Linked DNA regions of Macaca mulatta: region 1 is linked to region 2. Evidence: chromatin contacts called from public Hi-C data. All regions are on one chromosome and are shown on one strand. Each heading gives the region's core, a stretch centred on a gene start, on an enhancer-like site or on the middle of the called end of the contact. The rest is flanking DNA. Distances are from core to core; before and after follow the strand shown. Region 1 holds the start of KRTCAP3 (keratinocyte associated protein 3). Region 2 holds the start of IFT172 (intraflagellar transport 172).

Evidence for each region. Hi-C and Micro-C count contacts between places; a contact is called where the count stands out from the background.
Region 1: a contact with region 2 is called in a Hi-C map of CD4 T cells, with 2.1 times the contacts expected there. The contact joins the promoter of KRTCAP3 here to the promoter of IFT172 in region 2. A contact is called at or near these places in 2 of 14 Hi-C or Micro-C datasets (CD4 T cells and fetal cortex germinal zone).

What each region holds. Positions count from the first base shown.
Region 1 is chr13:97,539,342-97,542,041 of T2T-MMU8v2.0, reverse strand. KRTCAP3 (keratinocyte associated protein 3) reads left to right here and starts at 1,297. Exons shown (of 6, transcript XM_077959860.1): 1 at 1,297-1,426; 2 at 1,565-1,749; 3 at 1,829-1,888; 4 at 2,056-2,262; 5 at 2,377-2,511. The coding sequence starts at 1,399. NRBP1 (nuclear receptor binding protein 1) reads left to right here. Exons shown (of 17, transcript XM_077959840.1): 14 at 118-171; 15 at 258-321; 16 at 554-609; 17 at 695-1,245. The coding sequence ends at 799.
Region 2 is chr13:97,492,593-97,495,292 of T2T-MMU8v2.0, reverse strand. It overlaps IFT172 (intraflagellar transport 172), which reads right to left and starts at 1,442. Exons shown (of 48, transcript NM_001257589.1): 1 at 1,356-1,442. The coding sequence starts at 1,394.

The sequences.
Region 1 (2,700 bases), core at 48-2,547, 47 kb before region 2:
GCTCTATTCTTTAGAGAAAATGCTCCCTAGCAGCCATGCCCTATGGGCTGGAAAGACGTCTAGGTATTGGGTTTTTTATGGATAGGTCTCTAGAGTGACCCTCTCTTCCTTCCCTAGGTGGTGCTGATGCAGTGCAACATTGAGTCGGTGGAGGAGGGAGTCAAACACCATGTAAGGCTCAGGGCTAGGGTTGCGCAGGGCTGGTGGCCAGAGGGTAGGGAAGAAGAGTCTCATTTTCTGACTGTCCTATTCTCCAGCTGACGCTTCTGCTGAAGCTGGAGGACAAACTGAACCGGCACCTGAGCTGTGACCTGATGCCAAGTGAGTCTCTCCTTTCCCTCAGAGGATGGAGAGTCTATGAGCCTTATCTTTTAGGGACATATTCAGGGGTGGGAGAGGTGACAAGGCAGTAACACATTGACTCACATAGAATGACTATCTTAGCCCCTAAAGCAGTGGGTGGATCTGACAGTTTAGCCCCGGTGGGGCTGTCTGAAGGGCCCCAGGTCCCTCAGTCCCATACTGTACTCACCCCCTCCTGTTTCTCTGTCAGATGAGAACATCCCCGAGTTGGCAGCTGAGCTGGTGCAGCTGGGCTTCATTAGTGAGGTGAGGTTTCTGCCTTCATCTGCCCTGGCTGCCCCCATGCCTTCTCTTCTCTCAGCCCCCATGTCACTGAGCTCTTCTTCCCCAGGCTGACCAAAGCCGGCTGACTTCTCTGCTAGAAGAGACCTTGAACAAGTTCAATTTTGCCAGGAACAGTACCCTCAACTCAGCCGCTGTCACCGTCTCCTCTTAGAGCTCACTCGAGCCAGGCCCTGATCTGCGCTGTGGCTGTCCCTGGACGTGCTGCAGCCCTCCTATCCCTTCCCCCCAGTCAGTATTACCCTGTGAAGCCCCTTCCTTCCTTTATTATTCAGGAGGGCTGGGGGGGCTCCCTGGTTCTGAGCATCATCCTCCCCCTCCCCTTTCTTCCTCCCCTCTGCACTTTGTTTACTTGTTTTGCACAGACGTGGGCCTGGGCCTTCTCAGCAGCCGCCTTCTAGTTGGGGGCTAGTCGCTGATCTGCCGGCTCCCGCCCAGCCTGTGTGGAAAGGAGGCCCACGGGCACTAGGGGAGCCGAATTCTACAATCCCGCTGGGGCGGCCGGGGCGGGAGAGAAAGGTGGTGCTGCAGTGGTGGCCCTGGGGGGCCATTCGATTCGCCTCAGTTGCTGCTGTAATAAAAGTCTACTTTTTGCTAAAAGCGTCGTGTGTTCGCGCCTTTCCCGCCAGGGGGAGCGGGCCCGGGGCGGAGGCGGGGCCCAGGTGGGAGGGGAACCCGGGACGGAGGCGGGGCCCAGGTTGGGGCGGGGCTGGGCCCAGGTAGAGCGGCCCAGCGGCCGGCGCGGCGGACGGGATGAGGCGCTGCAGTCTCTGCGCTTTCGGTAACTTCCGGGACCTGGCGTCTTGTCTCCTAACCTTGGGGCCACCCTTGGCCTGTCCTACTGCCCGCGGTTAACCCGCCAGGAGCCATCTCTCCCCACCCCGCCCGACTCAACCCTGCCCTCACCCGTGCTTTGCAGACGCCGCCCGGGGGCCCCGGCGGCTGATGCGCGTGGGCCTCGCGCTGATCCTGGTGGGCCACGTGAACCTGCTGCTGGGGGCCGTGCTGCACGGCACTGTCCTGCGGCACGTGGCCAATCCCCGCGGCGCTGTCACGCCAGAGTACACCACGGCCAATGTCATCTCCGTCGGCTCGGGGCTGCTGGTGAGCGCGGCAGGCGGCCCGGGGTGGGGGCCGGGCGCCCGGAGAGCCCAGCAAGCCAAAGGCTTTGTGTCTTCCACAGAGCGTTTCCGTGGGACTTGTGGCTCTCCTGGCGTCCAGGAACCTTCTTCGCCCTCCACTGGTGAGAAGGGACTTCCTGGAGCTTTTAACGAGTAGGCTTGAGTCAGGGAAATGGGGGCTGAGATTGGTCTTTCAATAGATTGGAGGAGCCTCAAATAGAGAAACTGGGTGCCTAGTCACTGGGAGTTAGCCAGGCCCAGGCTGCTCACCCTGATCTGTCCCTGCCAGCACTGGGCCCTGCTGGTACTAGCTCTGGTGAACCTGCTCTTGTCCGCTGCCTGCTCTCTGGGCCTCCTCCTTGCCGTGTCACTCACTGTGGCCAACGGTGGCCGCCGCCTTATTGCTGACTGCCACCCAGGACTGCTGGATCCTCTGGTACCACTGGATGAGGGGCCGGGACATACCGACTGCCCCTTTGACCCCACAAGAATCTATGTGAGCACATTCTCTTCCTTCTTGTGGTCTACAAAGCCTTGGTCCTGCCCTTTTAATTTCCCTTCTTTGCTGCACTTGCCCTACTCCCTCCTACTCCCCATCCTTGCTTTTCAGGATACAGCCTTGGCTCTCTGGATCCCTTCTTTGCTCATGTCTGCAGGGGAGGCTGCTCTATCTGGTTACTGCTGTGTGGCTGCACTCACTCTACGTGGAGTTGGGCCCTGCAGGAAGGAGGGACTTCAGGGGCAGGTAAGGAAGGTGAACAGGAAGGGTTTATTCCACAGAGATTGGCTGTGTTGAAAAGATGCTGACTGGCCAGGTGCAGTGGCTCACACCTGTAATCCCAGCACTTTGGGAGCCTGAGGCAGGCAGATCACTTGAGGTCAGGAGTTTGAGACCAGCCTGGCCAACGTGGTGAAACCTCATCTCTACTAAAAA
Region 2 (2,700 bases), core at 193-2,692:
TTCCCAGGTTCAAGCGATTCTCCTTCCTCAGCCTCCTGAGCAGCTGGGATTACAGGCAGCTGCCACCACACCTGGCTAATTTTTGTATTTTTAGTAGAGATGGGGTTTCACCATGTTGACCAGGCTGGACTCGAACTCCTGACCTCAGGTGATCCGCCCGCCTCGGCCTCCCAAAGTGCTGGGATTACAGGCATGAGCCACTGCATCTGGTCAAAATTTTTTTGTAGAGGTCCTGGACTCCTGGGCCCAAGTGATCCTCCCACCTTGGCCTCCCAAATTGCTGGGATTACAGGTGTGAGCCACTGTGCCTGGCCAGACATCTTATTCTTATTAGCTTTGTATTATTCTGTCCTTTGATTTTTGAATGTCCTTTCCTCTTGTCTATCAATTTTTCACACTGCTTTTCAGTTTACAATGCTCTTTTGTGTATATTACTCTATATAACTCTTCCCCAAGTCCCCCAAAGTTGCCTTTAGTACTCATGTTTTTCAAATGAAGAAGTTTGTGAGTGCTCCGAGACACTGTATGATAAAGGCTAAAGTTAGAGATATCAGCTCATTTGTTTAAAGTAGTGGTGGCCAGCCTGGTCAACATGGGGAAACCTCATCTCCACAAAAAACAAAAACAAAAGCAAGCAAACAAACAAACGAAAATTAACCGGGGGTGCTACTTGGGAGGCTATGGCAGGAAAATCGCTTGAACCCGGGAGGCGGAGGTTGCAGTGAGATCACGCCACTGCACTCCAGCCTGGGCGACAGAGCAAGACTCTGACTCAAATAGTTAAATAAATAAATAGTGGTGGATCTGAAATAAGGGCAAGGTAAGAAATTTTAGAAAGAAAGTAAGAAAGAAGTGGTGGAGCTAGGACTTAAATTCTGCTGTGCTAACTCCAAAGTCCACCCTTTCTTCACCATGTTTCAGGGCTCCTCACCTGGTGCCCAGCCTCTCCTGAATCAGAATACACGGTTCGGTCTTTGCACTCCCCCTTCAGGGCTTGCACCTAAGGCGTTTATTTAATTATGGGCAGATTCATACTCGCTGCTTACATGTGCACCTCTCCCTCTAATACGAGCCTCCTGAAGGCAGGGGAATAAGTCGGGTGGTTTGGGTATCCTTCGAGTCCCAGCACGGGGCCTGTACACAACTGATGTGAATGAAATGTAAGGAAAGCTGCAAGTCCTTAGCGCTGCATCTCGCCTCCTGAACACTGTATCGACAGGACAGGGTCCAGATCATCGCTATATCCTTTATAGCCTTCTGCACACAGTAGGAGCTCAATATCATTAAACTTCAGTTCCCCCACTTTTCTTGGAACATAAAGCGGAAGGGGGAGGGACTGGCACGCAACTCCTCACCTGAGGGCTCAGCAGGGTCCTCAGGTGCTTCAACTGCATGACGCACACTTGTCTCTCAGATGCTACCAGACAGCGACAACTCCCGTGGTTACCTGGACAACCCGCCACGCAGTCGCAGCGACAGCCGCTGACGCTTATGCGACCGGAGCGCAACACGCGTCGCAAGGTCACACGTAGCTTTGCGGCGAAGCAAACAGAACGTGCGCAAGCGCGGTGAGATCTAGGGCGGGCCCTTGAGAGGGCTTGATGAATGCTCCCCTTGACCAATCCCGTCGCCGCATGCAAACTCGAGACCAAGCCCCGCCCACAAGTCTTCGGCCAGCCCTGGGTCCTACGTCATAGCGGTCCGTCTCGCTCTTTGATGTACCTGGCTGTTGCTGAGTGCACTCTCTTTTTTTTTTTTTTTTTTTTTTTTTTTTTTTTTTTTTTTTGAGACGGAGTCTCGCTCTGTCACCCAGGCTGGAGTGCAGTGGCCGGATCTCAGCTCACTGCAAGCTCCGCCTCCCGGGTTCACGCCATTCTCCTGCCTCAGCCTCCCGAGTAGCTGGGACTATAGGCGCCTGCCACCTCGCCCGGCTAAGTTTTTGTATTTTTAGTAGAGACGGGGTTTCACTGTGTTACCCAGGATGGTCTCGATCTCCTGACCTCATGATCCGCCCGTCTCGGCCTCCCAAAGTGCTGGGATTACAGGCTTGAGCCACCGCGCCCGGCCGAGTGCACTCTCTTTTAATCCTCACAACCCTGGAGGGAAGCAGGGCGGTTGCCCTGATAGGCCTTTTGCAGTTGGCGGAATTGTACCCAAATAGGTTACATGACTTGCACGGAATCGCAAGGCTGATAACGATAGCTAACGATGAATACTATGTGTCTGCCAGATACTGTGTAAAGTATTGTACGTGTATTTATGTCATTTAATCCCAAAACCGCCTTTTGAAGAGGATAGCGTTATTATTAGTCTCATTTTACATAACAGGAGACTCAAGGCACTTGCTCAAACTAACACAGCCAGCGAAGGACTTGGAACTGGGATTCAACCCAGAGTTAGTAGCTTTAAACAGCTTTTATGTTCCTTCTCAACTCCAAGCTCGCTCTCTGCATGCCACGATACTATAATCTGTGACACTCCCATTCCAATAAATGACATTTATTCTCAGAATCTGAGAGATGAGTGTTTTGGAACCAGCTGCCAAAGAAACGTAAGGTACCCTACTTCCAAATCAGGTAATGGTGAGTTAAAGACTGCTGTTTATATTGGAATGCTTTTATGGTTCAGTTTGTTGTTGCTGTAGTTGTTTTGAGAGTGAATTTCGCTCTTGTTGCCCAGGCTGGAGTGCAATAGCGCGAT